Regions from separate parts of the Oryzias latipes genome. Here region 1 is linked to region 2. Evidence: chromatin contacts called from public Hi-C data. All regions are on one chromosome and are shown on one strand. The core of a region is the stretch at or near the end of the contact, and the rest is flanking DNA. Distances in the headings are between cores, read along the strand shown. Region 1 holds the start of LOC101155946 (dihydropyrimidinase-related protein 2). Region 2 holds the start of igsf9 (protein turtle homolog A).

Evidence for each region. Hi-C and Micro-C count contacts between places; a contact is called where the count stands out from the background.
Region 1: a contact with region 2 is called in a Hi-C map of embryo, with 2.6 times the contacts expected there. The contact joins the promoter of LOC101155946 here to the promoter of igsf9 in region 2. A contact is called at or near these places in 2 of 5 Hi-C or Micro-C datasets (both in embryo).

What each region holds. Positions count from the first base shown.
Region 1 is chr12:24,044,169-24,047,088 of ASM223467v1, forward strand. LOC101155946 (dihydropyrimidinase-related protein 2) reads right to left here and starts at 1,649. Exons shown (of 14, transcript XM_020707829.2): 1 at 1,133-1,649. The coding sequence starts at 1,384.
Region 2 is chr12:23,876,072-23,878,916 of ASM223467v1, forward strand. It overlaps igsf9 (protein turtle homolog A), which reads right to left and starts at 1,326. Exons shown (of 21, transcript XM_020707826.2): 1 at 1,080-1,326. It overlaps LOC101166728 (transmembrane protein 230), which reads right to left. Exons shown (of 4, transcript XM_004075019.3): 4 at 1,596-2,126. The coding sequence ends at 1,986.

The DNA of each region.
Region 1 (2,920 bases), core at 399-2,898, 170 kb after region 2:
CCTGAAAACGTTCAGAATTTCATGTGCAACAACTGTGAAAGAAGCTCTTCAGCTGATACTGGAACAGCAGTGGACATTGGTTGGTTCATATCTACTTAGATTTGAGGAAATATCTTAATATTTCATCTTGTTTCATCTTGCAGAACTTTACAAACAGAATTGTTTTCTGTCTTTTACATTAGAACAAACTTTATTCGCACACAGCTAACTTACTTTGGCATCCGTTGTTCCCACAGTGCTGTAACATAATCAGTGATGTACCATGCAAATCAAACTAGCTAAAACCATCTCATACAATCGATGCATTTTATGAGGAAGATATTATCATTTAATTCCACATAGAGAACAGATGGGCCAATGAAACTGACAAGACAAGATGGAAGAGTAAAGAGACGACTGATCAATAGTTAATATGACACCAAAGGTTTTAACAATACTCGAAGTGCTTAACTATTTGGTGAAGGAAGTAACCATGGGTGCGGCTAGTGCCATGCAACCACCAAAATATGATTACAGGGGTGTAAGGGGGCAAAAGAAAAATGGATATGGTTTCCTGCAAGTCATGCATGCAGAGTCCTGCAGCAGCAGCTCCATCCACGCCCTGAAACCTGCTGCAAGAGGCAAACAATCGGAGAGAATCTGAAGAAATGAAGCAACTTTTTTTCTCTAAAATTGCTTCTGACTGGTTTTGGCCATAGCCCCTTGATGCCTATCAACGCAAATATACATCAAACCACTTCTGCTCCAAATTTACCTTAATTTAGCATTAATATGAAAGCAAGGACAGAAGTGACTTTTTTTTCATAAGTGGAAATAAATTCCGTGAGGAGTCAAGGTGTTAAGTTCATCCTTTGTTGAGGAAACTATTGGGTTCATGCAGGTGTTTGCTTCTTCAGAACAGCTGACAATGGTCAGCAGAACACCATAAAGCAGCATTGTGAGCTTTGCATGACAGGCCCTTTCTGTTAAATCCCAGTGCTTTCTGGGAAATGTAGGCATTTGCGTTGAATGGGTTACTGAGGCGCTTCTCTAACTCAAGAAAGTGGATCCAACTGACATCAATTTAAATGATGGATGCTCAGAACCAATGAGAGAGGGGTAAATAATTGAAAGAGTCAAACAAAAAAATTACCCGTTTGTCATCCAGGTTCTGGAGGGCTTCCTTCCCCGTGCTCTCCCGGATCTCCACCTTCCTGCGCTGAGAGATATCCGTCTGCCGGTCGATGACTCTCCCGCCGCCCCGGCACGCCGACAGCGCGTCCAGGTCCAGCGTCTTACCGTCTGCAGAGCCCTCCACCGGGCAGAACACGCCGCAGAATTTCTGCCGGGGCCTGGGGGGGCTGTCGGAGCTGACGCTCTGGAAGAAGGCTCCAGCGGTGGACATGCTGTCTGTCAGTTGGAGGGAGTCTCAGCTTCTGCTTCTTCTTGTCGGCTCAGCGCGTCTGGTCAGCCACCGCCTTTTTTTTTTTTTTTTTTTTTGAAGGTGCGCCCACTGTGACAAAAGAAACCAACCTGCGAGAAACCCCCCCACAGCAGAGAGGCAGACGGCTGTTTGATCTGCTAACTCTGACTGAGAAAAGCCCCCACAGGACTAAAATATCCGGCTGGCTTTGTCACAGTAATGATCCAATAAGAACGTCAGTTGATCTGAGTGTGTGGGAATGACTGCCTCCCCCGCCCCCCTGCCCCCCCCAACCACACACACAGCGCAGGTCCTCAAGCTGCAGGTGTTCAGGTGTTCCTGTCTGCGGGGAGCATCCCTGAGGTCCACAAGGGATCAGCACCAAGGAGAGCTCCTGAAAGTCACACCCTGTCCAACCAGGAGGGCGCTGAAAAGACAGCGCCCAGCACACACCCTCTGAATCTCTATTCACTTCAAACACACCCTATTTAGATTTCCAAAGCCCCCCCACCCCCGACAAAAAAAGACAACAGCATGTATTTATGTCTTGAAGCGTTTGACCTGCTGTGAAATCCTTAAGTCTTTTATTTACATTAGTTTTTCTTCCACTTTTTAGTATTCATTATACTCTAAAAATCTAGAATTAACAATAAAACAGTAATTTATGTCTTTGATCAGATTTCAAAGACATCAGTAAAATGTTCATTTAAGACCCACTTGACTAAAAAAAAATTATCCGAGTGGGACATTAAACAGCTTTGACGTTTTGTATTATCTGCAGCAAATGGTGGATTAAGTAAAACTAAGACATAATTAAAAGTTTGGAGGAGCACCAGATAAGTTTACTTAAATGTTTTTCATCATATTTCTAAGATGTCTAACTTAAAAAAAATCAATGTCCAAATGGAGAAACCTTCTCTCGTCAGAGGTGAGTCTGAGACATTTCCTGTGTCTCATGTTCAATCCATGTTCCACCCATTTCCCCCAGAGACCAGGATCCCACCGATGATGAACACTAATGACTGCCCCCACCTTTGAGACACACCAAGACCCCCAACTAAGAAACAGGACATCAGTCGACTATTCTGACAATCACCGGATTATAATAATCTGCTAACATTGTATTTAGTAAATCAACTTTATGCCACGCCTCCAAAGCAGTCAAAGCATAAAGGACCTGATTTCTTCATCAACCGTCAGAACTGAATGAAGAAGCTCCTGAAAAAAAGAGCAAAGCAGCTTCTGAATCAGGCCACAACCCCTTCATGTCATTTGTTGCTAATTTGGAATGTACCATCAAATCCAGGACTCAACTTAATTTAGCATCACCTTGAACGGGAAAAACACTGAAGAATATTTTTATACATTTACAAATAAAGCCCGGCATGACGGGGTTAAAGTCCACTGTCTCAGTAGAACAGAACTCAGATTTAAAAAACAAACCTGGCTCTTATCGAGAGAAAACTATCATTTTTCAGGTGGAATTTTCTGCAGATCCTGCAGTTGAAAGCAAATAAA
Region 2 (2,845 bases), core at 76-2,575:
CATTTCAGTCGCCATTTTTTCATAACAAGGCCAAGTTGGAGTCAGATGTCAACAGGAAGGATAGCGAGTGTTTCGAGTTGGTCTGAATCAATGTTTCTATGGAAAATATCAAAACAAATATCAAAGCGTCTGAATGGCCAGTTTTTAACCTTTATAAATTGTAATAAACAAAGAATTATCAAAATATTTTGGATTAGCACAAACATGTTCAAAGCAGGCAGCAGAGCTAGAATGATTATTCAGACAATTAATGACTGAGTAATAGCTGTTTATTTCTCTGTGGAAGTCTTTCAGATTTTGTCTTCTTGGAATAAGCAGTTACTTCCCGTTTGGAACAAGGGGATGAGTCACACTCCAGTCCTCATATGCAGTCATTAGTCATACCTATAAAAATCGATATCATTATTGAATTGGTTCCTACATGAAATCTAGAGTACAAACTAAGTTGAACTTTCAAAAGGAAAGGTAAACTGGAAGCTTTTTTCTTTTTAATTCTCCAATCTCAATAACCAAGAAGAAACCTCAATAGCAAAGTGCTAAACTAGGAAATGTCTTATATTTTGGCTCGGGCCTCTTCATAGCTGTTTTGAAAAAAATACCTACAATGTAACATAAAAGCAGAAACACCTTAAATGCGCTGAGCGGGATAAGAATCAAGTCTTATCAGCGCACACTCAGCTTCTCTTTATGTGAAAAGTTTTAAAATGAATTAACGGGATTAAAATAAAAAAAAGACAACTGCAGCATTTTCTCCAAGGAGCTTTTTTGAAGCCACGGCTTCCCATTACCGAGCGCGCGCGCACACACATACATCACTACACATGAGCGCGCGGCTGTTAAGGTCCAGAGAGCGAATTAACACGTTATAAAGGATGGCACCCACTGAAAGCAGAGAGGAAAAGGCACGGAGGCCTTAATTAAAGCACAGCTACTTTGCATTGGGAGATTTGAATTGACTTCAGTGACTTTCAGCCAATTTAAGAGTTTCACATGAAAGTCCCCGGTGGAAACGCCATTAACGACTCAACGAGATACTCCGTCCCCGTAAAAGCCGCTCAAAGTCCAAAACTTGGTCTTACCTGCAATTCGGTTACTGACAGTTTCCTTCTGAAGTCCTCAGCATATTTACTTCATGCCGGCCTTGCTAGTCTGGGTTTCCCCAAACCTTCTTTAGTCCGGTTGAAACACGACCCCCTTATTGTCCTTTAAAAAAAAACAAACACCGGCAACAGGTGTTCACGTACAGGTGAGGAAGGAGGAGACGCTGCGGTGCTGCTCTCAGGCTTGAAGCAGCCTCCCCCTGGCTGCTATCCACCCCTCCTCCCTGCTGCGTTCAAAGGCCTCAGGACAAACCAAAGCTGACTCCTGCATCCCAGCCCTCTCGCTGAATAACGTTAGGGCCCGAGCTGATCCAAAGGCTGCGTCAGTTTGGGATGCCGCCCATTCCTCCTCCACTGGAAGGAAACCACTAGAGGGCGTCTTTCCCCGTCAAACCCGGGAGAACCTCCCTGTAAGGCCTACAACTCTGCTTTAAATACATTTTATGTTTCACTGTTTTTCAATCAATAAAAGCAAAACCTTTAATGTCAAAAAGCTTCTTTTTTCACTTATTGTCCTTTATTTTTTACCAAATCAAGTTAAAATACTGTCTTACATTCAAAAATGACAGTTTAGGCTACAAACAAAGAATAATTCAATCAAAAATATTCATCAGTCACTTAATCTGTTTTAAAGTAATACAGTCCAAGCTCTCATACATATCCGGATACAACATTGTTGTGATTGATTTTCATAGTAATTAAAACTGCTGTGCAAGCAGCATACAGATAATCAGTCATGTAGTAAATTAAAGCATTAATATGAAGGCTAACAAGTTTCCATGGCTGAGTGTTGATGTGAGTTTTGCTACTTCTAATCGTAAAGTGAAGCAGCTAAAGTTTGAAGGAGGGGTGGGTCATGATCCTGGTTACAGCTGGAGGCTCAGCTCAGTCTCCAAAGTCTGGGATGTCGTCGTAGGAGTATCCTCTGCAACCCTTCGCGGCGTAGCAGGCGATCCTCAGATGGTAAAACCCAGGAAGAAAGACGAGAACGCCAATGATGATGAGGGGAATGGTACGGTCGGGATGCTGAGGACACAACACAGATCGACAGTTTTTCTTCCTGTTTCACAACGTTCACCACAACCACTGTTGTTAGTCTGTGACTTGTTAATTAAATTTTTTTCATCTAAGTTAATATTTTTGAACTGAAGTGATCTTACATGAATAAAAATTAACTGTCCTTTTTGTTTCACTGCTGTTGACTAAATCAAGAGGCATTGAGAGCTTTACCAAAAAATACACACACGTCTTTTCTCAAGAATACACACATTTTAAAAATTGACTTTTGATCAACCCACCTCCGTTTTTAACTAACAGCATCAGCTCCGTCTGCTACCATATTGTAATGTTAGTTTACTTCTGTATTCTTGGTGTGATCGCCATCGTAGTGTCTGATGCAGTCTGGTGTCAGAACAGAGATGTTTAAAGACCTTAGTGTCTGACTTGAATCAGATTTTTCTTCTAAAACACATATACAAGCTATCACACACAAAAAAAAAACATATCTACCATCTTAAAACAATGTATGTATAAATCAATAAGTTCATTTAATTTCCATGTTAGAAAAATAATTTCTCAACTTCTGCTCCCTATACTTGATAATCAGAATTACTTCATTACTTTAACGGCCCAAGATTTTATTTGATAGAAATTCAGGAAAAAATGCTTTTTGAATTTGCGCTCCCAAAAAAATGGAACTACCTTCCCCCTTCTGTATGTTCTTTTACATCCATCCATCCATGTTC